Regions from separate parts of the Sus scrofa genome. Here region 1 is linked to region 2. The links are chromatin contacts, called in public HiChIP or PLAC-seq maps. All regions are on one chromosome and are shown on one strand. The core of a region is the stretch at or near the end of the contact, and the rest is flanking DNA. Distances in the headings are between cores, read along the strand shown.

Region 1 (6,955 bases), core at 1,042-3,541, 61 kb after region 2:
CAGTTCTAGAGGCCAGAAGTCCAAGATGAAGATGTCCACAGGTTTGGTTTCTTCTGAGGTCTCTCTCCTTGGCTTGCAGGTGGCCACCTTCTAGCTGTGTCCTTGCATGGTGGTCTCCCTGTCTCTCCTAATCTCCTCTTCTTTATTAAGACATAGGTCATACTGGATTAGGGCCTACCACAACAACCCTATTTTAATTTATGGGCCTCTTTAAAGGCCTAATTTCCAAATATAGTCACATTCTGAGGCACTAGGAGTTAGGGCTTTAACATATGAATTTAGAGGGTGTGGAGTTCAATTCAGACCATAGCACACACTGAGATTCTGTGTGGCTTTAGATTGGAAAAAAAGTTGCTATATTATTGAGACAATTGGAAATGAATATGTACAGCATGGGAGATTAAAAATAGCCCTGACTTTTTTGACAGTCCTCTCACTAAGAAATGGGACTATATTAACCCCCCCCTTTAAATTTGGGCTGGCCTGTGACTGCTCTGACACACGGAAAAAAGTGGGAGAGGAAGTAGAAACTGCCTTTAAAAGGCTGGGCTTAGAACTGGCCTAGCTTCATTTCCACTCCCCTTCATGTGTCAAAGCGGTCACAGGCCAGCCCAGAACTAAAGGAACGGGAAAATATTCTTATTTCTCCGTGAGAGGACTGTCAAATATTTTGAAGCTATTTTTAATCTAACACATTGTACCTACCTATTCCCAATTGTCTCAAGAATATACTTTGTGGCAATTTTTTTTTTCCCATTCCAGAAATTTAAATGTCAAATCTCTTCAGTCTCCTTTAATCTGAAACATTCCTCATCTTTCCTTGTTTCTTTCATGACATTGACATTGACATTTTTGAAGTGTACAGACCAGTTGTTTTGTAGAATATCCCTTAATTTGGGCTTGTCTGTTTCCTCATGGTTAAATTCCAATTATGCATTTTGGCAGGAATGCAGTAACAGTGATATCAGTTTGGTGAAATTAACTTTGAGTACTTGGTTAAGGTGGTATCTGCCAGATTTCTCCAATGGATAATATATCCTCTTTGTAACTGGTAAATAACCCCTAGGGAAATCTTTTTTTTTTTTTCCCCCTTAATAATTTTCAAAAAGAGCTCTCCTGTATTCTGCAGCAGACAATTCCAGTGTCTGATGTCTTTGGGAGTATAAATCTCTTGGTCTTAATTCTGCCCACTGTCTTTTCTTTCTTTTTTTTTTTTTTTTGTCTTTTTAGGGCTGCATCTGCTGGCATAAGGAAGTTCAAAGGCTAGGGGTCAAATCAGACTGTAGCAGCTGGCCTATGATCTACACCACAGCTTTGGCAATGCTGGATCCTTAACCCAGTGAGGGAGGCCAGGGACCCAACCTGCATCCTCATGGTTACTAGTCAGATTTGTTTTCACTGAGCCACAAAAAGAAGTCCCTGCCCACTGTCATTATGTGTGGCCCCTGGAGCTTGGTGATTTTTTTTAAAGATTGTGCATTTGTATTTGTTTGGATTCTGTGGGACTAAATGGAAGATGCACCCTATAAAGTATGTTTCCACTGCTCGGACCTCAGGAGACTGGGAAACTCAGTAGTGCTCTTTCACAGTCTTGGCTGGATGCTGAAGGGGCAGGTTTGGCTCTCCTGTTTGGGTGCCAGATCACAGTGCCAGCAGAGATCTTCCGTGTGCCCTCAGCAAACCCCAGGTCTCCTGCTTAGAGCTCAATGACCCCAGGGTTGGTTCCATTTGCAGTGGGGTGCTTCTTGGAAAATCTCCTATTTCTTAGAGAATCTAGTCTGCTCTCCTGCCAGCCTAAGCAGAACTTTCCATGATTTTTCACTCAAATCATCAGTATAAATATGATTCTGTCTTGGCTTTTTGTATTAATATCTGAAGAAATTTGGTTTTCTCACAACTCAATATTCTCAGTAGTTCTGTGAAATGGGGAAGTCAGTTAATTTGGCACATTGTGCAGTTGAGAAAGCTGAAACCTTTCGTCAGGGTGATGTAAGGTAAATTTATTAACTTCTAAAGCCTCAGTTTCCTACTCCGTAAAATGGGAAGGTTCATCTCTCCTTCTCAAAGTTTTGTGAGCATTTACGAGAATGGGATTTGGGAAGCGTGCAGACCCTAGGGCAGTATTGGCATAAGGTTTTATTACGATCACTCAAAAGATAAGCTGGCGTTTTCCCTCCTGGTGCTTCTTCTGTTGGCCGGGGACGGTTACTGGGTCGATCGGACTCGGCTTGCATAGGACCGCGCAGACGGCCCCGGGGCCCGGCCTCAGCTACTTCGGGGGAGGCGGAGCCAGCCCGCAGGAGCCGCCTCCCGGGAGGCGGGGCGGTCCCGGCTGCTGCAGCTTTTGCCTCCTCCCCTGGCTCCGGGTGGTGCTCTTCGCGGCCGCGTCAGGGGTGAGTACGCTGGGCCTCCGCTCCGCCTGCGCCCGGGACAAGCAATTCCGTGGGGAGGGCGGCGGCTGGCGCTCTATGGGCATCACCGGGTGGCGAGCGGGATCGGTCCCAGGGCCTGGGACGGCCCTCCTGCCTTCCTCCGGGCGGTGGGGCCGGGCAGGGGGCCTGCAGAGGCCGAGCCCTGAGGGAGGCACGGGCTCAGGTGCCGGGGCCACCGCGGCGCTCCCTCTGCTGCCGGAGGGATGGTAGGTGAGATGCTGCCAGGTAGGCCCTCAGGGGTCGTTCCCCCCGCCCCGAGAGCCCACCTCAAGGTTCTGGGGTCGCCACTAGCACTTCTCTCCCCTCCGGGCGCATCAGTGTGAAGAAGCTGCTTCCTCCCTGGAGCCCTATTTCACCAAGGTTTCTACTAGGAAACCCATCTGCTGATACCGACGAGGGGCCTGCAGGGGCCGAAGAGCTGGGGAGGTCGACTGGATTTTAAAGTACCTTGGATACCTGCCCTTAGTCTGGCTCTGCGTCCATCTATGTCGGTCGTATCGGTTGCTGTTCGGTCTTCCATTAGATAAGAGCCAACTCTCGGTTTGAGGGGGGAAAAAAAAGAAGTCTATGAGGACTGAGACTGAGAAAAGGCCTTTGGGTTGGTACCCTTGGGAGAGCACTTCTCAACGGGGTGGGCGTGTGCTGGATTGCAAAGTGTTCGAGAGTGGGTGAGGGTTGAGGACCTGGAGGCGGCCAGGGCACAGGGAGACCTTTCCTGTCCTTTGGTGGTGAAAGGGAGGAGGAAGAAAACAGCAATTTGAAGGTTGAGGGACTTTTTGCTTTTTTTATTTTTTAATTTCTAAATTTCTTTTAAGAAAGGCGAATCACATTGAGGATGCAAGAAAGTGAAGGAATCTTGGATAGTGATGAATAACATTCAGGGTCCAGACTGAGAAAGTGGGCTTAAAAAGGGGCTGAGGGCTCTTCTAGGCACCTGGGCTGAGCTGGTGGGCCAGAGGGCTGGAATGCGTTTCTCTGGCCAGAGATAACGCTAAATGCGACCACAGTTTATCGTTTTGGAATTTTATCTTCTAGAGCAGGGTTGGCTTTTCAACCACATGCAATTGCAAAATTTTAATGTGCCTGTTTGTGTTGTAGGGGAGAAAACCTTTTCCTTTTTTCCTCTCCTAGGTCCTTTAGCTGGTCTAATAATGGAATTGATGTGAAACATAAACAGGAGAAAAATTTAATTTCATACCGGTGGGATTCCATAACAGTATGAGGCTCAAAGAAGTAACCAAAGCAGACAGCTTTCATATGGTTCAGACAAAGAAAAAATAAATTTGTGAAGAATTGAAAAGGCAGAAGTTAGGGCTTGGGGTAGCGAACTGATGAGGAAGTAATAAGGTTTGTTATATAGCATTCTCCACCTTGAATTCCCAGCTCTAGTAATAAGAGATGCCTTATCCTGGTGCCTTCCTGGTATAGAGAGGGTGCCTTTCACCTGGAAGATTTATTTCCTGCTTTCAAGAAGAACAAAAGAGGGTGAAAGTGATCTTGCACTGACTGTTAAAGTAACTTTAATTCAAAATAATCAGTATGCCCAAGTGGCATATGTTGGCATGGCATATTTTGCCTACCTTCATTGTTTTTTAGAGGAAGATCCTTGTTTTGGTAAGATTTCGACAGCCCCCCCCCCCCCAACCGTGGCATGTGGATGCCCTCAGGCCAGGAATCAAACCTAGGACACTGCAGTGATGATGCTGGATAGTTATCCTGCTGTGCCACAAGGGAATTCCCCTTTGATCAGATTTTCTTTTCCCCGTCTGATTAAAAACATCTGTTAAATAGAAGTACTGAACTGTTTGACTACATAATCTTGCAGAGGGCAATAAAACTAGCTCTCTTAGTGTATTTTATGTGTCACTTGGTGGCCTAAGTATTAGTATCTACTTTAAACTGAGCAAATAGTAATTAATGCATGTTTTTCCCCAGAGGTACATGCATGACTGGAGAACTCACCATTTCTTTGAAGATCTTTAATTCAGAGTGGAAACAGTCAAAGCAAGTCTGTTGTGATGGTTTTCTCCTCACTCTAAAGCCATCATAAAACAGTGATGATAATTGAAGCCTACCTGGGTTTCTATTGAAAATATTGATTCCCTGGCCCCACCCCAGGCCTTGGCAATAAAAATCTCTGGGGGTGAAGCCTAGGAATAGGAATTTTTAACAGAGACTGCAAAATTATCTGGCATTGAAAATTATTGGAAGCGTCTGAGGTTTTTCTTTGAGATTTGGGCTTGTTGACCTCTTTAGAGTAGATTTCCTTAAAGGTTATATGAATGAATTACTACTAAATTTAGGTAAATCATAATCCCCGCCTATTGTGTCATCTCTGAGTTTTTAATACATTTTAAAACTAGGTAATGATTTTATCAGAAAAAAAAATTTCTGATCATAAAAAACTGTTTTAGAAAAATGAGAAAATTGAAAAGGAATAAAATTTCTCTAATCTGTAATTAAGAGATGACCACCAGTGATTCTTTCTGGCATTTTATATGTAAAAGGCATGCACATCACACATTTATAGCATAGTTTGGATTGTATACTCTATACGTTTTTATATTCTATTTTAAAAAATTTATTTATTTTTAATTAAAAAAATTTTTTTGTCGTTTTAGGGCTGCACCTACCACATATGGAGGTTCCCAGGCTAGGAGTTGAATCATAGCTGTGGCTGCCAGCCTACGCCAGAGCCACAACAACGTCAGATCTGAGACTTGTCTGCGAACTACACCACAGCTCATGGCAATACTGGATCCTTAACCCACTCAGAGGGGCCAGGGATCAAACCTGCATCCTCATGGATACTATTCAGATTTGTTTCCACTGAGCCACTCTGGGAACTCCTGTATATTTTTTTTAACTTAGCTACCATGAGCATTTTCCCATGTAAAGTTTTTTAAGCACCATTTTAAGGAAGGTATGTGTTTCATCATATTGGTACTGTAATTAATTAAATCAGCTCCTTATTAACATTTTGATTTTTTTCAATTTTTGGTTATTTTAGTAATGTTAGTTTGAATATCATGTCTACCTGTCTGATTATTTCTTAGAATAAATTTCTAAATGATGGAGTCAAAAGCTAGTCAAATGCATTTTAATTTTTTAAAAATTATATTTTATTTACAATGTTGTGCCAGTTTCTGCTATACAGCATCAAAGGCATTTTAAAAATCTGCTTTTCACATATCTCCTTACTGCTTTTCCTCACCAGAAGGAAAATGAACATTTCTGAAGGGTCTATTACATTAAAGTCCAATCTCTTATTTCAGTGGTTCTCAAATTTTAATGTGTATAAGAATCACTTGGGGAGCTTATTAAAAATTCATTTTCCTGCGTCCCAGGCCCAGCTGTTCTGACCCATTAGCTTTGGAGTACGGCCCAGGAATCTGCAATTTTAACAAATTTCCCTCCGTATTTGATATAGGCACTCTTGGAACTACACTTTGAAAAATGTTTTTTTAAACAAATGGCAAAATGGACTCACATTAAGGTCACTTGCCCAAAGCTATTCATGCATCTGGTTACCAGATGTGCACTTAGCTCTTTGTGATTTCAGAACCCTTGTTTGTTCATTACCTCAGACCTTCTCAAACCTTTTTGTTGATGTGCCTGTGCTGACTTTGGAAAGGGGGCTCCACCTGACCCCACTGCAGGATTCTCTGGGATAGGTGGGAATGACGCATTATATAACAAGCCTCTCTTAAAGCACCCACCAGAACTTATGACTACTTTTATGCTGCATACATAACAAGGGCTACATAAAATGATTCCAGTCTTTTGCTAGTTAAATTTATTTGTTTCATGCCAACTCTTGTAAAGTAGATTATTCAGGACTATTGGGCAACTTTTGCCCAGAGGCAGGGACACTGACTGCTCTGGTGTGCCCTCTAGGTGGAGGGAGGAAGGGGCAGGCTAAATAGCAACTCCTCCCAGAGTCAAAAAAGAGCAGTACTGCTTTTGAAAACTCAGCAGAAGCAGCAGAAGGTGGTGGGCATGACTAAAGGAAAGTGCCATCTATTAAAGATGAGGCCCTCTACCCTTTTAGAAGAGTGTTGTTGTTGGTAAACCAAAGGGATCTTGTGTAGGGCTGAGCCTTTTTCACTTTTTAAAATCTGCTCTAAATGGAATTTTGCACACATTTAATTTTTTCCCTCCTTTATTAGTCTTTTTTTTTTCCTTCTATTTTCCCCATGTTGCATTTGTTCTATTTTTATTTATTTATTTTTGGCCGCACCCATGGCGTACTAAAATTCCTGGGCCAGGGACTGATCCCATGCCATAGCAGTGACAATGCCAGGTCCTTAACCTGCTGGACCACCAGGGAACTCCTGCATTTGTTTTAGTAGTAGCCTGGGATCATTGTGTGTCCTTATGTATTTCAACTAGTATATCCTAGAAAGTCATTCATAATTTACCAAATTTAGTATCTTCTATATCATGTCAGTTTGAGGTACTAGGAGTACAAGAAACAGTGCTTCTCTTTGAGAATTAAGTTAATTTTACTGTCATAGGTTGAC
Region 2 (7,138 bases), core at 3,934-6,433:
AGTGTAATTCAGGAGGCGGCTGGCTTTTTGAGAAATCATCCTTGTGGGATTCTCAAATCATAGCCTCTGGCTCGTCACTGCCTTTTTAAGAACTTTACTGAAACATGCTCTGACCTTCAATTTTATGTGAACCAGCAGTAACCAATGGTCTCTGCATAGCTCTGAGTATTCTATTGAGAAATTTATTTTTTCTTTTGATCTTGAGGTACATTTGGTATTAATTTTTTTCTTGGTATGTTTCCATTTACACACGAATGACCTCAGTCTGTTTTTAGCAGAGCATTGTTACAGCTGGATGAAGATACAGGGCTTATTAACAGAAAAAAAAATCCTTGAAGCTGCTGGCCTAGGATAGAACCACTTTTTAGTCATAGCACACATTCTGTTACACACACACACACACACACACACACACACACACTGAGTCATAGGACATCAGGCTGTGAAACTTAGAGGGACCTTCCTTTGAGGAATGTGACAATGCATCTAGAAAAGTAAAACAACCATCATCATAAGAAAAAAAAGTGGTGGGGACCTAGTTGGGTAGAAGCTGTGATATGCAGTCTGGTATGGTTTAGATCAACATTCCAGGAGTGCCCAGAACTTCTAAGTCTTATGTGATGAATAAAGCACATCTGGGAGACCCCTCAGTGGTAGCAGGAATGTCTTGTGCACAGATTTCTGGTTGTTACATAACATCAGTGATGGGTTTTTCAATCAAGATATGTGCTTGGAAAAGCATTAGCATACTTAAGAGAAGAGCAAGATAGAATAATAAATATGGTGTTGTCTCAGATATTCTTGGCCATATGGTCAACAGAATTAAACTGCAGAAAGAGAGTCACCTAAACTTCTCCTGGAGACTGCAGCCTTAGCTTGTGTGTGAGAACACCCACACTCACACTGAGAACTCGGGTGGATACCTCACGTCTGTGGGTTTTGATTTGACCCAGCAGTAACCAGAGCCACCCTGAAGGTGAGAATCATCATTCTCATTTCCACAGGAGGAAACTGAGTATCCAAGAAAGAGGTCCCTTGTCACATCACATAGCTGGTAAGTGGCCCAGACTCTGTCTAGTCCACGTAGCTGTTGGTATTCACCTGTTGAAGAGGTCAAATGGTACCAGTTTTTTTTTTTTTTTTTTTCTTTTGTATTTTTTTTTTTTTTTAGGGCTGCACTCGCGGCATATGGAGGTACCCAGGCTAGGGGTCTAATCAGAGCTACAGCTGCCAGCCTATGCCACAGCCACAGCCACGCCAGATCCAAGCCTCGTCTGTGACCTACACCACAGCTCATGGCAGTGCCGGATCCTTAACCCCCTGAGTGAGGTCAGGGATCAAACCCGAAAACTTATGGTTCCTAATCAGATTCATTTCCACTGAGCCATGACAGGAACTCTGGTGCCAGTTTTTATAGACACTTCAGTTACCCCTACGTTAAGTAGTCACTAAATCCTACTGGAATTATATGCCGCATTTGGGAAAGATATCTCTGGAGACCTTTGTGGAGTTCCAAATTTGGAGATACGATTAGAGTACTGAATTTATATGATAAAATGAGAATAACTTCCAATAGCATGTGGAAGTTCCCGGGCCAGGGATTGAACCTGCACCACAGCAGTAACCAGAGCCACAGCAGTGACAAGGTTGGATCCTCTCCTGTGCTTTTTTTTTTCCCCTTTTTTCATCAATTTTTTTCTTTTTCTTTTTTTTTTAGGGCTGTCCCCGTGCATATGGAGGTTCCCAGGCTAGGGGTCGAATCAGAGCTACAGCTGCTGGCCTACACCACAGCCACAGCAACTCGGGATCGGAATCACATCTGCTTATGCATCTGTCCATCCTCTTCAATGAAATGTCTGCTCATGTCTCTGGTATATATTCTAATTGGATTGTTCGGGGTTTTTTTTCAATTGCCAAAGTTTGAAAGTTTATATATTCTATACACTCATCCTTTGTTGGGTACATGATTTGCAAATATTTTCTCCTCCCCTGTAGCTTGTTTTTACTTCTTAACCATGATCTTTTGTAGATCAAAAGTTTTAAATTTTGATGAGGTCCAATTTGTTGATTTTTACCTTTCATGGCTCTTGCTTTTGGTGTGACGCCCAAGAACTCTTTGCCTAGTCTCAGATCCCAAAGAGTTGATTTTTTTCCCCCAAAAGTTTCATAGTTTTGCATTTTATGTGTAAGTCCATGATCCTTTTTGATCTAACTTTTGTGAAAGGTTTAGATAGAGGCTCATTTTTTGGCCAGTGGATATCCAATTGCTCCAGCACCATTTTCTGCATTGCCTTTGCACCTTTGTCAAAAATCAGTTGGGTATAATCATGTGGGGCTATTAGTGGGTTCTCTCTTCTGTTCTGTTAGTCTCTGTGTCTATCCCTTTGCTCATGTCCCACTCCCTTTATACTATAGCTATGTGCTAGGCCTTATTGTCTTCCCATTTTCCTCTGCTTTTTCAAGATTTGTCTTGCTACGTTAGGGACTATGTCATTCCATATAAATTTTAGAATAATCTTGTCTTTGTCTATTTAAAAAAAACCTTGCTGGGATTTTGAAAGGAAATGCATTAATCCTATAGATCAATGTAGGGAGAAATTAATATCTTTCCTATGGTGATTTTATAAGAACCTTTTGATTTGTTACTTCTCCATTCCTGTAACCACCACCCAAAGGAGGATATCATTACTTCATGCTTGAATTACTTGACCAGCCTTATAACCCTCCTTTGGATTGTGGTCCTCTGTTGTCCCCATTCATACTGCATCTTGCTCCTGAGGTAATGGACCTCAAGCTTTCCTTCACAAAGTTCTTGTCTGAGAGTCTCAAATGGCTTTCTACTCCAGACTCAGGCCCAGGTTTACCCTCTCTGCAAACTCCCCAAACTTCCATCTCATTCATTCTTGATATATCCGGTAATTCTTGACTTTGCCCCTTTCCCTATTCCTAGAACTTAGCCAGGAATTCCTTCCACACTGCCAAGCTTATCTGTTTCCATTTTCTTCCACCAATTCAAGCTTACTCCACCAAGAAACAGTCCCTAAATAACTTGGTCATCTTGTGTGGCACATCCAGCACATCGAATATCCAGAACAGATCATTTTTTTTTTTTTTTCGCCACACCTGCGTCATGTGGAACTTCCCAGGCTGGGATCAAACCCACACCACAGCAGTGACCCAAGATACTGCAGTGACAATGCTGTATCCTTAACCCACTGTGCCAGAAGAGAACTCCAAGAACAGATCATTTTTAATGCCATCTTCCTTTATATAATGGAAAATTATTTTCAGTGATAAGCCTGTAATAGTAATATAGCTATTATTGCTATTTTCTTATTTTGTTCTCCAGTTTTATTTTTAAAAATTTTTAATTTTATTTTTTATTAAAGTATAGTTGATTTACAATGTTTCCTCACTTTCTGTTGTACAGCAAAGTGACCCAATCACACACAGTTCCCTGCGATGTACAGTAGGACGCAATTGCCCGTCCATTCCAAATGTAACAGTTTGTATCCACCAATTCCAAACTCCCTATCCATCTCACTTACTCCCCCCTCCTCCTTTGTTCTTTAGCTTAAACCAATTTACTTGAAAAGGAAAATAATATTTCTATATAAATATATTTAAATTCAATAAGATATTTCATGCATGAATTAAAATTTGCACTTATGAAACAAAAACATTATACCTTGCAGTTTATACTCTATTTCACTATTTAAAATTTTGACCACAATTAAAAACCTCAAGTGCTCATACAAATGACTTAAGTTTTGTTTCCTCCTATTTGCAATCATTGTGCTATTGTTGTTTATTTGACATCTACTGTTTAAATGCAGGAATGGGTAGAAGCACAGGGGGAGGGAGACACAAACTGCACCTGAAACAAGCTCAAACTATTCAAACCAGTATGAACTATTAAAATGAACACTTGTAGTTGAGTCCGCATGTTTAAGGGGATGGCTGTACAAGTGGGAGGTCTCTAAGGCAATGCCCAGGGAGAATACAATGTTTATTAAAGGATAAGTATTAACAATGTATTAACATACTACATACTTTTTGCATATATATTATTCAACTCACAGTCCCTCAAAATGTCAAATGTAGAATGACCACATGACCCAGCAATTCTACTCCAAAGTATATATACCCAAGAGAAATCAAAACATACATCTGCACAAAACCTTGTACATGAATGTTCACAGCACCATTATTCCTGGTAGCCAAAAAAGTGGAAACAATCCAAACGTCCATTAACTGATGGATGGATAAATACATGGTGGCACGTCCACACAAAGGAATAGTATTGACAATAAAAAGGAATGAAGTACTAGTTAGTACATGCTACAACAGGCATGGACCTTGAAAACATTCAGTTAAAAATTAAATAAACCTTTATATAGTTAAGTGAGTCTTCTGTAGACTTTTTGCTTAGAAATCACTGTTTTTAAACTCAATCCCAGGATCTAGAGTCCCTGTGCAGTTGACCGACACAACGCACCCTCGACTGATGAACCATGAACAATCAATAGATAGAAACATTGGCTGCTATTTCCAAACCCCAAAGTAGTAAGAGCCCCTGTTCCCCTGGCTTTGGAGACTGGCCCTGAGGTCCTCTCACCCCCCGGCCATGGCTCATCGCCTCTGCTCCTCAGCATCTGGATCCCCAGGCAGCATGGCAACCACATACTGCCCTTCTCCTGACTGAGCCCCCAAACCATGTGGGAGCCTGTGTGTTCTTCTCATCCAGCCCCCTTTCCTCCTGGATTCCTCTTCTTCCACTCATAGTGCCACCAGCTCTTCCTCAGGAAGACACATTTCCCCAGAGGCTCCTGGACCTGCCCACTACTCAACCTGGCTCTAAAGAATTCTTGTCTCCACTTTGAAGGTCAGAGTTAGGGTTCTTGGAAACCTGACTTGCCCCCTGGCAGTGTCATAAGTGGTGGTCAGTCCTTATCGTATTATAAGTACTATTTTTAAAGGACTTTCACCTACATTGTCTCCTGTGATTCTTGTGGGTTTTGGAGGCTATACATTTTCTAGCCCCTAGAACAATTCCTAGACATTTTCTCAATTTTGATGATAAAACAGAGGCTCACAGAGGTTAAGAAACTTGTCCCAAATCACACAGCCAGTAAGTGAAGTAACTATGATAGAAACTTATGGTTTCTGCTTCCTATTCCAGTTCAGTATTACATAGAGAAGTAAACCACAATGAAATTACAGTCTACATAGACTTTTGTTGGTTGGTCTTGGAGCCTGACCACCATTTTAGACCTTTTTTTTTTTTTCATGAGAAAATGCATTTCAAATTCCAAGCACTCAAGGTACAAATGTTTCTCTGGAACATAACTCATTTTTAATTTGGGGGCTGACTCTGTCATCCCTCAGCCAAAGTTCCATTTTTATTGATTCCATTATTACACTGGTCAGGACCCAAAGGGAGGAATTAAGAAGAAAGTCTTTGAGGTCAGGCTAGGATCCACACTTATTAAATATCACCTCAAGCAAATTATTTAGCCTTTTTGAGCTTCAGTTTCCCTCTCTGTAAAATGAAGGTAACATCAAACACAAGGGATTATCATAAGAATTAAGTGAATAGGCAGGCATGTAAAGTGTCTGGTGCGGTGCCTGGCACAGAACCCATCTGCAATAAAAGCGTAATGTTGTTTTAAGGGGGGAGTCAGCCTGACTATAACCTGGGATATGTCCCCGTTGGCCAGGGGGGCCCTTGTTCACCTGTTGTGCAGGTGAAATTATTAATGGTGCCCCCTTCCATTCTTTTTTTTTTTCTTTTTAGGACCACACACATGGCATAAGGAGGTTCCCAGGCTGGGGTCAAATCAGAGCTGTAGCCACTGGCCTATGCCATAGCCACAGCAATGGAGGATCTGAGCCCGTCTGCAACCTACACCATAGCTCACGGCAAGTCCAGATCCTTAACCCATGAAGCAAGGCCAGGGATCGAACCTGCATCCTCATGGATGCTAGTCAGATTCCTTAACCGCTGAGCCACGACAGGAACACCCCTCTTCCACTCTTAGTTATCCCAATATGGATGATAAATTATTTGGTCACCTTACCTGCAAATGGCTGGCTGGCAGGGCACAGGAATGGTGACTTAAGGGGATCACACAGCCCTCAGGCTGCAGCTCCCTAATTATAGGAAAATCTGGCCTTTGTCAAGAACATCTCACTAGGGAGCTGAGAGCTACTGTTTGGATGTTTCCAGAAGCAGAGTTGAGGGTCTGAAGCCAGGAAGAGAGCTTGCAGGGATTAGGGAGCCCAGCCAAAGGAACTGACACTCATGCAGTGTCTGGTCAGTTAGGACTCCTGCCAAGGAGCCAGGTCACAGGGCAGGGTGGGGGCTGGAGATTGGGCCAAACAGGAGGTGAGGGTGAGCCAGGAGACAAAGTGTCAGGGACACCAGTAAGGGAGGTCAGCAAGGTGCCGGAAGGGCGATGGGTCTTGTTGAGCACAGGAGGGGGGTGCCTGGGCATCAGCGCCCCATGGCATCTGGTTCCGTACTTCCTCATCTTTAAAGAGCTTGAGGAGCTGTCTACGGTACATCCGGGTTATACCAGCCATGATGCCGCACATGCGCCAGGTTTGATCAGTGACTCCGAGAAGACTGCTGGTGATAACAAGGACCAAATATAATGTAGGTAGTGCCATTTAAACCTTTTTTTTTTTTTTTTTAAATCTTTTTAGGGCAGCGCCTGAAGCATATGGAAGTTCCCAGGCTAGGGGTTGGATGGAGCCGCAGCCACCTGCTTACACCATAGCCACCTGCTTACACCATAGCCACAGCAACTGAGCCGCATCTGCAATCTACACCACAGCTCACACTGAATCCTTAACCTACTGAATGAGGCCAGGGATCGAACCCGCATCCTCATGGATACTGGTCGGGTTCATTACCACTGAGCCACAACAGGAACTCCTCCTCTGTTTGTGTCAATTTGCCACCTTCCATAAATAGAATTGACAGCTTATTTCTGTTTCACCTGAGTCCTGACTTCTCACAAACTAGCTGTCTCATAAATGAGATGTAATATCGGAAGCCCTACGAATCAAGAGGCAAGCTTGAATGGAAAGAAAGGAATAATGTGGTGGCAATCAGAATCAGGTTCTATCCTGG

Evidence for each region. HiChIP or PLAC-seq counts read pairs in DNA pulled down with a chosen protein or histone mark.
Region 1: an H3K27ac HiChIP or PLAC-seq map of alveolar macrophages shows a contact between it and region 2. The contact joins the promoter of B4GALT4 here to the enhancer-like site in region 2. A contact is called at or near these places in 4 of 47 Hi-C or Micro-C datasets (heart right ventricle, retroperitoneal adipose tissue, skeletal muscle and 1 more) and 2 of 2 datasets of contacts at active chromatin or transcription factors (alveolar macrophages and skeletal muscle).

The regions. Positions count from the first base shown.
Region 1 is chr13:140,967,270-140,974,224 of Sscrofa11.1, forward strand. It overlaps B4GALT4 (a long non-coding RNA gene), which reads left to right and starts at 2,292. Exons shown (of 7, transcript XR_001300547.2): 1 at 2,292-2,393.
Region 2 is chr13:140,903,043-140,910,180 of Sscrofa11.1, forward strand. All of the region lies in intron 1 of ARHGAP31 (rho GTPase-activating protein 31), which reads right to left. Among named protein-coding and RNA genes, the nearest start is that of ARHGAP31, 42 kb to the right of the region's middle. Within about 2 kb of position 5,184, at least 4 of the 83 cell types and tissues checked have an H3K27ac peak or open chromatin away from gene starts, as enhancers often do. A contact at or near this core is called in alveolar macrophages and skeletal muscle, where this site is marked.